Regions from separate parts of the Mus musculus genome. Here region 1 is linked to region 2. A link is a contact called in public Micro-C data. All regions are on one chromosome and are shown on one strand. The core of a region is the stretch at or near the end of the contact, and the rest is flanking DNA. Distances in the headings are between cores, read along the strand shown.

Region 1 (6,798 bases), core at 2,339-4,838, 2.5 Mb after region 2:
ATTACACAAGTGGCTCTTTAACTGTGGTCTGGTTCCAGCATCTAAGACTGGAATGGGAGGGCCCTAAATTCACTAGATAGTGAAGGTACTGAGGGTGGGAGGTGGATGATAGTCTCCAAGTGACAGAGCTAGAGATAAAAAAAAAAAAAGCCAGAGGCCATGGTCCGGCTTCGTGGAGAAGTGGGTGTCTATGGGGAGACCTTGTGTCCCAAAGCCCAGAGGACATCAACAGCTCTCACCATCTGTCTGGGTCCCCTCTGAAAACCAATCCAGAAAGCCCAGCAAAGCCTTTCCCCTGCACTGCTTGTGTTCTCCTAACACCTCACAGAGCAGACTGGCTGGAAAGGGAGACAGGCAGGAGGGAAGGGAGGAGATATGTTCTCTTTCAGTCTGGTTCCCCCATATAAAGACCAACCAGCTTCCGGTCAGATGACATGTCCCTCTACCCTCATTCTGTCCCTACCTCATTTAGACCAGGTAGTGTAGATCCCGGAACACACCCGCTGTTTCTCCCTCCCTCCCTCCCTCCCTCCCTCCTTTCTCTCTCTTTTACCTTCCTTCCTCCACCCAGACACAGGTCACATTAGGGACCTGACTTCCTTCACCCACATCTCCCCATCAGGACCACGAGTGACAGGCACTGTTCTTTTGTACCCGCCCCAGCTTAAACTGAGGACCTGCCTGAAATCCACCCACCCCAGAGATGCCAGGAAAAAGACAAGATGAACTGGCTGAAACCACGGAGGAGAACACTGCCTCCCCAGAGCTGAGTTTGGGGAGGGCCCTGCTGTCTGTGTAGGCGGCTCATTGATCCACTCCTCTGAGAATTATTCCGTGCTCATCACAAACCAAATGAGGCTGGCCCCAACCCAGCCAGGCAGGCGGGAAGGCGGCTCTGTGTGTTGAGAGGAGAAAATGAACCTGCCTGTTGTCATTCGAGAAAAAGGAGGGAGTGAATGGTGTGTTCTGCCCCTGCGCGCTGAGCAGGGGCAAGACTCTGCTTTAATATTCTGCTGAATGTGGTATTTCTTTTAACCCTTTCAGAGATTTTTTTTCAATCCCCAGAATAAGGCTTTCCTGCCTAGCAAGGGGTAAAGCTCCCAACCTGGACACTGAGAGACGGGCCACAGCTCCGAAGTAGACCCTGGCAGCAGGCCTAGGTGATACGGCCCATGCACACCAGACTGGGTACACAATGGCACCCATGAACAGCTCCGCCAGGAAGGCAAGGGACTAGTGGGGGGAGGGACGACAAGTGTTTCAGGAGGAATGTGTCCTGGCGCCTGATGTGTTCTGTTCCCTCGAATTTGCTCTGCAAACTAGTTTGCCTATATACACATTCCCTCCATCTATTGAGACTCAAAGCCGAGAGCGCACTTCCTAAAGTGTACATCTGAGACCGAATCCCTGACCCTTCGGAGGTGCAAAGAGAGGTAAACCGGACCAGCGCAGCCCCAAACTGAAGACTTGAAGCCACCCCAGCTCACAGTCCTGTAGGCCACTCCACCTTGCGACAGTTCTCAACCGGCTTTGTTGCGGGGTGATTTCTCTCCTTTTCTATTTCGACTGCTTCTGCACGTGTCTCCGGATGAATCAACCTCAAGCCTACGCTGGGGTGCTAGCCACACTCCATACCAGTCGAAACCCTGCACATTCCAAAAGTCACACACACACACACACACACACACACACACACACACACACACACACACACGAAGACCAGCAGCCTCGCAGGGCAGCAGGAGGTCAAGCGCAAACAAAAAGCCACCTTCAGGAAACAAGCGAGAGCTTTCTGTGCAGTAATTGCTGCTTCCTCGCTTACCCATCTCCACGGAGACTGAGCAGCGGTAGTCTTTGCCATGGCTAAGACATCTTCCCTGCTATGACCAAGAGGGGCACGGGTGTATGCCAGTGCTTACTGGAAGGGTTAGAGACGCTGGACCAATGTTGGTCTGGAGTTTCCACTGAACGAGTCCGTTTCACCTGGAACCTGCAATCCAGTGGAGCCAGCTCTCAAATGGGAACACAACAGGGGAAACAGAGAGCTGCGAACCTTCCACGAGGAATGTCCCTACGGGTGGAGTCCACCTGGCCAGAGACATCCATCGGGATGTGGGGCTTCCAGCAGGGGTGGCGTGGCGGCGGCGCCTCACCCCAGAGTTGCTCTGTTCGAGATAACTCTAACTGCTCCTTCTCTACTGAGATGCGTCCCTGGAGGTGGCGGCCGCCGCGGCTCCGCAGGGAAGGTTGGGGGCGGGGAAGGGGGCGGGAGGCGGGGAGGCGAGCAGGGATTTCCCACGGGATTCGCGGGAGCCCTGAGCGCCGGGGCTCCTGGGTGCGCCGGGTAAGGGGTCCGCTGAGCGGGTTTGGCTGGCCACCAGCGGGAGGCACAACCACGCTGAGCCAGCAGGGATGGTGTCTTGGCTCGTGGGCTCGCAGCCACGCAGTCTCTTCTAACTGCCGGATGAGTTTAAGCACCGCCAGCACTCACCCAAGCCCACCCCTGCTCCAAAGCTCAGAAGGCGAGAAAGGCGTCCGCCTCGCACTTGCTGTCCCTGGAAGATTGCAACCCGGCAGCTTCTAGGGCTGATTTCCCCCCCAGGGTGCGGTCAATGGATTTGGCCCCTCTCGTTTGGCAGTCACTTGCTGGGGTACTAGTAGGACCTTCTGTGATCCCCCAAGCAGCCTGCCTGCGGAGCCCAGAGTCCGGAAACCTCAGACTGCGAAAGGGAGACAGCAAGCTACCGCTCGCCAGCCAGCGCATCCAGGCCCGGGATAGAAAGAGCCGAAGGTGCCGACTCTAGGAGCCCAGTGGCCCGAGGTATCGCTTCCCAGACCAGCTTCGCCCAGAGCTAAGGAGCTTGCACCGCAATGCAGCGGGATCCAGGCTCTCTAAGCCGGAGATGTCCGGTGATCGTGCTGTCTGGGAGCACCAGAGCGCAGGAGCCGAAAGACTCTGCGTGCGAACGAACCTGCTGTGGGCGCCCAGGGTCGGCGCAGGGCATGCCTGTGGGTACCGCCCCATCCCGGTGCCCCATCTCTACCCAGGATCGGTGACATTCTCTCTCTCCAGCACCAGGATGCCCGGCCGAGCAGCCAAAGGAGCCCTGCAAAGCGCGCGGCACCCATGAACTGGCAGCCGGCAGCCACCAAGTTGCTCCGCGAAGGGTACGTTACCTTCCATCGCGGCCACTGCAGATGCCAGGAGGAAGAGCAGCAAGCAATCCAGGGCCATCGCCGGCCAGCGGCCCCCAGGCCGAGCCCCAGCGGAGACGCGCCGCGTCCCAGGGCGCCGCTGCGCTCCCGGCGGGTGGCTTCTCCGTGTCCTTTCGCGCTCTGGCCGGGACCGGACTCCCCGGAGCGCGGCGTGGGCGTGGGCGGGAGTGTGCGCGCGTGGGGCGGTGCGGGCGCGCGTGGATGTGGGTGTGCATGTGTGTGTGTGTGTTTATGGGAGAGGTGGGTGTGTGCGTGCGTGTGTGAGAGAGGGTGAGGGAGAGCGAGCCTGGGAGAGCGCGCGAGAGCGTGTGCGTCCTGGTGTCACATTGCGAGCTACAGCGGAGCCTACGGGAGGACAGAGCGGGCCAGACTGACGGGGGAGGGAGCGGGATCCCCCACCATCAGCTCTCTCTCCACCCCTAACACCTCCTGTCCAATCAAGGAATCAAACCTGCAAAATTCCCTCATCCAATCAGGCGCGAGCACCTCCTTACACTGGCATTGTTAGTTTAAGAAAAACTTTTGCTTGCAAGGCTGTGTGGGAGGGTTAGGAAGGCGCTAGGAGGTGATCGCGCTCCCTCTTGTGGTGATTTAGGAGAACTGCAGCCTCGCACGCTCGCTTTCCCCAAGCTGAAAAGGAGGGGCTCAGCCAAGAAGTCAACTGAGGTCCCTTATGCTTACAGACACCCCACAGCTACTCCTGACTATTCCTATGCAGAATGCCGCCACCCTATATCATTTTACTAATCAATTTTGTTTATTTTTGAGTCTTGTCTGATCTCGTTCACTCAGAATTCCTGGAACCTTAACAGTGTCTTATTCTTGGCATGCATCTGTGGAGTGAGTGAATATGGTTTCAAGACTTTATGGCCGGCTGCTCGGGGGTAGTTAGAACACCCTGTGGGCTTCCTATCATATCCTCAGCTGTATATCTCCAAAAGTCTCTTCCCAGGTGGATCTCTGAGCATCCACTGTAGGGCCTGCTGTCAGAAGACAGTCATAATGGGAAGACATGAAGAAACAGCCGAAAGTCTGACAACTTGTTGGGGTATGGGGAAGGGAGACATTGCTTTGAACCAGGCCTGGAGGTAGGTGGGAAGGACTGAGTTCTGCAACCACAGGAAAACCAGGCTCCAGAATAGAAGTGGTTTCCCACCATCAGCTCTGATGATAATGCCCCATTTTGCTGTCTGTTGATCAGGTCAGGCTGTTTCAGATCCGGCCCTGGCCTTGATGCTTGTCAGAAGCTGTGTGGCAGAAGGTCCTCACCTCCTCCCGCAAGGTTAGGGATGCTCCTGGAAGACTCATGTGGGAGGGGCTTCAGCCCCCTCCCCAAACCTTTTAAAGACATTAACATCTGGCAACTCTCCTTTGGGAATTTAGTTACATTGATTCCCCACCCTGGGTACTTACTCTGTCTTTCACAGACACTGCCTCCCTCTTCACCACCCCAGCCACACTCAGACCCCTGATTCTGACAGGTCTTTGTTTCCCAGACTTTGACACAGGCTGTTTGTGTCTTCCCCTACCATCCACCCATCCGGCCTCAGAACCTGAAAGGATGACGTCAGTGACCGCTGCTTAATCTTCCCTAATACTACCTCAGCTGCTCTTTGTCCCTCCACAGCACTGTGTCTTGAAGTCCCTTAAGTGAGGGATGCCCCTCTCTGACATGGGTGAGTACTGGGTCTTTTGCAGCTTTGGCAACACTCTCCACAGTCCAATTTCACTGCCTACCTGTCTTACTACTTCTTGCCCTTCCTCCTTCATCCCTCCAGCCTCTAAGAGAGGAATCCCCAAAGCTCTTACCTTGAAACCCCTCCCCCTCCCTGCACTGGTGACCAACTGCATCCATCCCTGTGGATGGATTATAGATAGATGATGGATGGAAAACAGACTGATGGATGGATGGATGGATGGATGGATGGATGGACAGACAAATGGATGGGTGGATGGACAGACAGATAGGTGAATGGACAGATGAATGGATGGATAAATGGGTGGATGGATGGATGGATGGATGGATGGATGGATGGATGGATGAATGATGACAAGCAGATGAATGGATGGGTGGGGTGGGTAGATGATCTCAGATGGATGTTGGGTGCATGCATGAGTGGTTTGTGGGCTCTTTCCTTCCCTCCACCCCACCAAGCACACCCAGCAAAACCCCCTCTCCTGCTTCCTCTTCTTTATGCCTTTGTCTCAGGTCTATCCATCTGTCTCAGCTCTGTGTCACCCCTCCTCCCTCTGGACAACTGAAGAATCTAACTGGCCACCCGGTTTCTGTCCTCTGTAACCCCGCTGAGTGCTGCCGCCAGCGTAATCTTTCCTAAGCTAATCTTGGTCTTATCTCTTCATAGTGTTTCAACCCAGCGGCTCCTCACTGTCTCCTGAAGAAAGACAGGCCACTCTGGCGAGGCCTCCAGATTCCAGGACAGGATTCCCAGAACTGTATTCTCATCCCAGTTTTTGCTAGGCGTTCTCTTGGCCTGCAACTCTTGGCTCCTCGGTGCCTCCGTATCCTACCTTAGCCCATCCCACATTCACCCACCTATTCAGGAAATGTTTACTGGGTGCACCAGGCACACCGTGGAGCAGACCGGGGACATGATGGACAGGAAACTTATCACATAGTAGAGTAATGACAATAAAAAAGTGGGCAATGGTGTGCTAGGCTGTCAAAGGCCTTGAGGACAACAGAACACGGAAGCTGCTGTGCTGGGCAGGACAGAAACAGCATTGGTTTGTTGAGCACCATGTATGGTGTTTACTTTCATAACCAAAATGAAGTTAGTTGAATTTCTTGCCTTCTCTTTCTACCCACATCCATCGAGGAGCTTTTTTTGCTGTCCCTCTGATCCATCTCTTCCAGCCACATCTCCGTGTGTGCTCTGTCGGTCTCCCTGATCTGGCTGCAGATAGAACTGGACACTATCCACCTGTGAAATGTCACACCTTGGAGGTCCCTTGGAGCACACCAAGTAGAGTACAGACATCCAAAAAGAACCCTGCTAGGTCTTTCAACCACCAGCTGAGCTCTCTGAAAACAGCAGTTTCCTGGTCTCACCCCTGCTGAGTGAGATCAGTAGGGAACTGGGAGAAGCAGACCCTTCAGTGTGGTCTGATAGCCCTGCCTCCCTTTACTTAGTGAAGCTTGGTCTAACTGTTTCAAATTGCTCCAGAGCTTCCTCTAGAGACAGCTTGGAGGTGATACACCATGCTAGACCCAGGCTCCCAATTTCATCTCTTCTGATTTGTTTCATGTGGTGCCTGCACTGGAAATGTCTTTCTATTAGAAGGAAAGAGTCTACATACTACCTGGAAGGAGGAAGGCAGAGACAGGTAATTGATGGCTGGATTGCCAGGGGTGGCAGTATCCACCCAAGGACTATGGCGACAGCCTCTGTGACTTCTAGAAGTTGCTGATGCTTTCAGGGAGAAGACCCTCAGTTGGGGGCTGCCTGCCTGTTAATTTTTCCTTATAACTGAAGAAACAGGCTTTTCCTGAACACGTTAATCAAATCACTGTTGTTGGGTTTTGGGGGGGGGAGACCTTGAGGTGGGGTGGGTTTTTGTTTG
Region 2 (6,790 bases), core at 3,051-5,550:
AGGGGATTCCTTTTTTGTCAGCGGCAGACTTTAAAGTCTGTAATCGGACTCCTGTCAGCGGCGTGACAAGCAGGATTTGGGCTGTTGGGGCGAGTTGTGGCCGCGCACCTCTGCAACTGAAGCTTGGCTACCCTCGGCCCCGGTGAAGACACTGCCGCAGGCCCTGGAGGCCAGGCTGGGCCCAGGTCGGAGGAGGGCAAGCAGTCTAGGAAGAAAACAAAATGTCCAGGAAAGAAACCCCAGGAACCTGCTCTGCGGCTTGCCCCAGGACTCTGTTTCCCTCTGTGTGTGCTGGAGAGAGGTTTCAGTGGCCCTGTAGTGGACCCCAGGCTCCCTTCGGTGCCACCGCAGTCCAGTTTCCAGGAGAGACCTAAGGCCGGGCGCAGTCTGATTGGAACCTTGCTTTTTAATTTTGGGGGGAGCTGTTTGTTTGTTTTAGCTTCTCCTGAGGGCGGAGGCCTTCTCCTTTCAAACCTGCCTGGTGCCCCTTTGCTATCGAACCCCGTGTCACAATCAGCTAGGCACCTTAGTGGGGCCACGGGCCTGGGTTCCTCCCGAGGCTAGAGTGCCCTGAGCTCCTGCGCTGGGCTCCGCGAGGAGACACCAGACCCCAGTAAGCTTCATCTTTGGAGATGTTAAGGGACACTGAGCTATGAAGGAGAGCAGAGAGGCTGACAGGACTGTCAGTTGGGGTTAGATCAAACAACAGGAGCAACGCCAGCGTCCTGGGCCTCATGAGCTTCCTAGAGGGCGGGAGGAGGGGCCTTCCCTACTGCACCCTGAGTCCCTGGACCCGACGGCCACCAGAGGCTCGTCACTTCCTAATTGTCACGATTTGTAAGAGGGTTTTGTGATGCTAAGTACGCGTGGCTCAGCAGGCCTGGCCTCCTCCACACCTCCCCCAGCCCGCCTTTGTTTACCTTAGCCCGAACGTTCATTTATTTATCTATCTATTATTTATAGGCGTCCCGTCCTATTCAGCGGCCTTGTATGTTAATTGTGTAATACCATTTAATTCTAACATTGGTCTCAAAAGAGCTCTTAATGAGAAAAGCATATACAACACGAATCACTTTGCTATTCAGCTCAGCCAGATGGACAACTGCTAACTTATTTTTTTTTAATAATGAAAATCCCCCCTTGACAAAGGGGCTCGGATGAATAGGCTCCAAATAGCACCTCAAACACTTCTAATTGTTTTGCGGACAATATGCTAATCCGAGGGTTTTGGCTTTGGTGACTGTTGACAACGTTTCTCTACCACCTCCGGCTTCCGAGTCCTTTGGGGGGGGGGCGGAGGCGCCCACAAATCTCTCAACAGCAGCAGAAAGGCCTTGAGTCCAAGGCTGCCCCATCCCTTCCAGGCACCATAGCAAAGCCAAGGGTGAAGGGAAACACACACCGCCTATTGAAAAAAACGCGGGACCACGGATTTAGGGAGTGAAACTCGCGGGATACTGGAGGTGAGAAGAACGTTTCAAATTAGACAACAAACTCTGAAGAGAGCTGTTGAGCTAGATAGCATCAGCAAAGCCTTGGCACCCTCAACAAAACACTCACATGGAGGGGGAAAGAGATGGAATCTCCTCTTAAAAATCTGTGTTTTAAGAACTCTTTGCCTGATGGATGGCAGTATTGTCTCCTTTCTTTTTTCGCCAATCTTTTTCCCACAACGGAACAACAACAACAACAACAAAGTCGTTATCAACCAATTAAAAACATTTTTAAACTTAGAAACTTAGTTTGGGGTCCCAGATTCCCAGGAGGGGGGCAGTGATAGCAAACATTAAAAAAAAAACCAACCCCACCAATTCTACCGCTTTCATCCCATGCTCTGAACTTAAGCACCCACAGCAGTACACACTGCTCCTGTAGAGAAACTTGTTCCTCCCTCCAACACTGCGACCCCCCAGTCTTTGGAGTGTAGTTGTTAAAAAGCAAACCCACCCAGAACTCAAGAGGTTTCATCATAGTTCATTCATTGCTGGGAGCTGTTTGACCCACTTTAGGAAGGTTGCGGGAAAGGCACAGCACTGTGATATTGGTACCTTTGCCAAGCCTCTAAAGGCAAAACTGGGGTCAGGGCCCCTCTATAGGCCATAGGCCACCAGGTTCTGCCAGGACAGGACCTCCTGCAGCCTACCCTGCTTCACTCCCTCTAGGTACTGCCAGCCTGGAAGAAGACTCCATCTCCTTGACCTGAGCCTCCTTACTAGATTTTTATGCACATCCAAGGTTACTTTTTTGCAATGACAGATTGTCTTTATTCAAAACGTCTTTGTTCAACAAATGAACAGAGGAATGAGGGAAAAAATCCTTCTAGGTACATTTCCAAGACATTGTCCAAACATTTATGACCATGTAGGATGTTTATTATTATTATTATTATTTTAAGGTTTTGTCCACTTTCTACTTCCTGACTTCATTACCTGACATTCTGTCTAAAAGTAAACTTAGGTGTCTAGGAGTACTGCGGGTACACAAAGCGAAAAGCCACGTGGTTCCTTTTTGTTTTCTTTTTATCGAAGCAAACACGACCATAGTATGGTTTTAAACAGAAAGGTTTCCCTTCCTGAAGTTTTAAACTTTTAAGCCTTTCACCTCCCCACACACAGGAAGAGCAAATGGTGCCTAGCTGTGTCTGACGGCACAGCACCAAGACTCAGCTCTTTTTCTTCAGTGGGAAAGGAAAAAATATATATATACGCATATTCTAGATATAATACCAGGATCTGGGAGTTCCGAGTCCAAAGCCTATCCGCGGACAGTGAGGGGGACGTAAATAAAGCAAAACTGCCTACTTTTTTTTTTGTCCAAAGGGGGTACAGTCGAGACTTGCTTTGGGAGAGTCGGGAGAGGGGAAGAAGATGTGTAGCTTTCTAAATGTTTGCAAATTTCTGGCACCAGTCTGTGCCTTGGGTCCAGGATGATGGCCCTTCCCTTCCCCCCTGGAAGAGAGAGGCAGAGTCTGGGGTGGGCAAGGGGCAGCGGCAGGCCTGACCCAGAGGCATCTGCGGGCCAGACTAGGTGCAAAGGAAAGGATTCAGATCTCTGCTTCCACGCTACCCATCAGGTCCGGGCCAAGCTTGGGGTTACATGGCCGTAGCGTGGGCTGACGAATAAGGGTCTATGCCAGTCTTGGTCATGCCTGGGAAGAGGATGTAGGCGACAGGGGGCTGCAGGGTGGAGGCAGACCAGGCGGTACAGTTACAGGGCACCACGTAGCCCGGGTTGGTGGGGGACGGGTGCGTGTGCGTGTGCTGGCTGGGGCAGCTGAGACTGCCGAAGGCGCCGTTCTGATAGCCCAGGGTGGACGCGTAGGGCAGCGCGCTGGTGGCCAACGTGTGGGGCACTTCACCCATCTTCTGGATGGCACTGGAACTAAATTGCGCAGGGTCCAGCAGGGAGTAAGGTGCCGAGGCAGGCGGCAAGAAGGCCCGGGCTTTCTCGGGCGCGCTCAGGAGGCCGTCGGAAGCCCCCACGGGCAGGCCGGCCGCCTTGAGCGGGTCCGTGTCGCCCAGGTAGGGCAGGGGGAAGACATACCTGTCCTTCTTGAGCAGGTTCTTCGGCTTGCGCCGCGGCCGGTACTTGTAGTCAGGGTGCTCCTTCATGTGTTGGGCGCGCAGCCTTTTGGCTTCATCGATGTAAGGCCGCTTCTCTGCCTCGGACAGGAGCTTCCATTCGGCGCCCAGGCGTTTGCTGATCTCCGAGTTGTGCATCTTGGGATTTTCCTGGGCCATCTTGCGCCGCTGGCCCCGGGACCATACCATGAAGGCATTCATGGGCCGCTTGATGTGGTCTGAAGGTTTGGACATGGTCCCGGCGAGGCGGGCGGGGGCGGGGAATGCAGGGGCTCTGCGGGCGAGCCTGGGCGCGGTTGGCCGTCTGTCTTTCTGTCCGTCCTGAGCCCGGGACTCTGAACTCCCCTCGTCTCGGAGCCGCAGAGGGGAAATCAGAGAGAAGAGCTGACCCTGCAAAGTTTTCAACTGATCATGCCAGTCCCAGCCCCCAGGCAGCCCCCAGGGGGCCGAAGGGTAGGAAGGGCAGCGGGGATGAGAGGGCGCTCGGCCTGGAGTCTGTGGGCACCAGAGATTGGGGCCCAAGTACCAGAGTCTTGGGATTAAGTGGCTAGGTAATTTTCTGGCAAGGGCAGGAGATTCCTCCTTCGCTCCCTCTTCACCTTCGCCTTCTCTCCTTCCCGTCTCTCCCCTGGCTTCTCTGGCCGTGGCTCCCCCCCTCCCGTGGTTTCCGGGCGCTGCTTTGCCTAGCACTGCACCTGGCCGAGAATGCGGGGAGGCTGGTGAACTGCAGCCAAAAGCGGCGAAGTTCAAAGGCGAGGTGGGCCGGGACCGCACGCACTCTGACATAAGCGCGGGGCGGCGACTCCCCAACCTGGGCTCCAATCAGCAGCAGGGAAGGCGAGGGGGCGCACCTGCCAACTCGCGAGTAGTGGAAACCCGGAGCGTCCCTGATGGGGGCGGGGAGAGGTATGAGGGACAGAGAGACCGCCACCGCGAACAGAGCGGCTTGATAGCTCAGGATTCGGGGCGGGGGTTCACATTGTCTCTGGCACTGTCAAAAAATTAAAACTCTTCGTGACCCCTGTTTTTCTTCCCCAGTTGTTCAAAGGAGAACCGGTGCTTCTAATAATATAAAGACCCAGGAAGCTGTCAGCCAAGCCAGCAAGCCCAGAGCTCACGTAGATAAATAGGACAGTCCCGTCACCAAATGGGAAGACAGCACCCTCTACCCCCACCCCGCCCCCAACAACACACACTTGTCAAAGATCCTTGGGAGAGGAAAAGAATATATCAAACTCAGGCCAAAACCAAAATAAACTTTTCGCGCCAGAACATCTACGGTGCTTTGGTATCATTCTCCCAGGTTGGCTTTAGGCGGCGCCTCCACCTGTAATCCAGGACGCTCTGCGGAGCAGTTCTGGGTCCCTGGGGGTCGGAGCCAAGAGCTTTGAGCCGAGACCAGGATGCTTCATGCGGGCTTCGCAGAGGTTTAGAGTCCTGATTGGCAAGCCCTTAACACTCTTCACTTTGGGGGCCCTTGCCACTAGGACTCTTCACTTTGAGGGTTGAGTGTGGTAGGCAGAGGTCCATCCTGATTCTTATTCACCTATGTTATTATTATTAGGCGATTTAAAACTCGAAGCTTCCCTCAACGTCCAAACTGCAAGGGCAGAGGGAAGGCGGGGCTTGGGGACCTTCCTGGTCTCTCTTCTGCGCCTGCAGCGTGGAGCCTCAGGCTGTACCCTCTTAGCTAGGGTCAATTTTTCTCAGGGTGCCTTTTCCCACCCAGTGAGGATGGGGGCTCGTTTCTCGAGTCAGATGAGCATTCTTCGGGTAAAGAGGACGAAATAACCCGCCGAGCCAACCTGCGAGCCTGTTTTCTTTGAATAATTGCCTGGCCGATGCGAAATGCCCTTGGGGGAAATATTTATTAAATGGAAACCATTGTCCCGGGTCCTGAAGGACTGGAGTGTGTTCCAGACTTATTGGCTTTTGCGCTAGCCAGTCTCTCCCGGGAGGAGGACAGGCCGAAATGCCCACGGCGCAGTCGGCTACCAGAAGCTGCGAGTGGGGGTAGGTGGGCGGCAAGAAGGGAGGGCCTTTTTTTTTAATGTAGTGTGTTGTGTTTGAAGGAGAGAATTTATTTCCGCTTCCTATGATTGCAAAAACGTGGGGGCGGGGGGGGGGCGGGAAATCGGTCAGCTTTAGGGCTGTTCTTAACAGTGTTGGATGTTATTCCCATTTCACAGATGAGGAATAATTTCCGGGAGAACTGATCTTCATTCTGATTTATTTAGAGGCAGCTGGAGCCCCTACTTTCTGAGAAAACTTTCACCTCTACCTGGGGAGGCTACCTTCCTATTGTAAAGCAGATACACAACATTTGAATTCCTCCAAAGGTGGCCCTTCACTCTCAGCTTCTCTCCTTTCTACCTCTCTCCTTCCCTCCCGTCCCCTTCTCTCTCCTCACCTCTCCCTTCTCTTCTTTCCGCTCCCCCCTGGCCCCCACCTCCCTAGAGATTACTAAAGCAGAAGTACCGTTCTGCGAACTTCCAGGAGAATTTCAACATTTAGAAGCCAACTCCTGCTTAGATCTCACCTGCTACACTAGGGGATTGGAGATCCAGAGATACTAATTCTACTGGGTGATGGTAGCTGCTTTGGAAAGAAATGAGAGAAATAACCGTGTTTGCAGAGTGAGGACTCACCAGCCACACTTAGAGGTTTAGGCCATTGTAGTACAACTTCTCAACTTCTTGGACATTGCTTAATGAGGGATCTGACGCTGGGTCTCAGGTTCTTTTATTCTGAGCTGGCTTCCTAGACAGTCTATCTAGTTGCCCTGGAGCAGTCTGGGACTGGAGAGTACCCTTTTCCAATTCTTCTTAGTTCTTCTTTCTCCTCTAGTAGATGGCTCTCTTCTCCAATCCTCTCAAATCGAGCCCTGAGTTGGAACTCAATAGCTACAATTCAAGAGCTATCCTCCATCGGAAGAGGACGTAACACAACTCGTGCAGGCTGGGGGGAGGGTAGGGTGGGGGAGGGGTTGGATGCGGTTTACTCAAGACCCCTTAGCTGGAATGGCAGGGGTTCTTGGGATCTTCAATTCCTGTGACTATTGCACTGCGTGGTCTTTCTAAACTGTGCCTCCCCAGAAAGCCTAGACCTCATTCCCTGGACCCATTGCAGAGTCCTGCTCCCCACTCTCCCACTCAGGGGAGCGCAAAACCAGAAGTTTGGGGCACAACTTATCCAGACATTAGGACATA

What was found. A called contact is a pair of places that touch in the nucleus more often than the background predicts.
Region 1: a Micro-C map of embryonic stem cells shows a contact between it and region 2, with 9 times the contacts expected there. The contact joins the promoter of Ephb1 here to the promoter of Sox14 in region 2. A contact is called at or near these places in 3 of 39 promoter capture datasets (embryonic stem cells, liver and pre-B cells), 4 of 484 Hi-C or Micro-C datasets (all in embryonic stem cells) and 1 of 9 other capture datasets (embryonic stem cells).

What each region holds. Positions count from the first base shown.
Region 1 is chr9:102,351,105-102,357,902 of GRCm38.p6, forward strand. It overlaps Ephb1 (Eph receptor B1), which reads right to left and starts at 3,589. Exons shown (of 16, transcript NM_173447.3): 1 at 3,178-3,589. The coding sequence starts at 3,235.
Region 2 is chr9:99,871,870-99,878,659 of GRCm38.p6, forward strand. It overlaps Sox14 (SRY (sex determining region Y)-box 14), which reads right to left and starts at 4,301. Exons shown (of 1, transcript NM_011440.1): 1 at 2,237-4,301. The coding sequence starts at 3,815. The coding sequence ends at 3,093.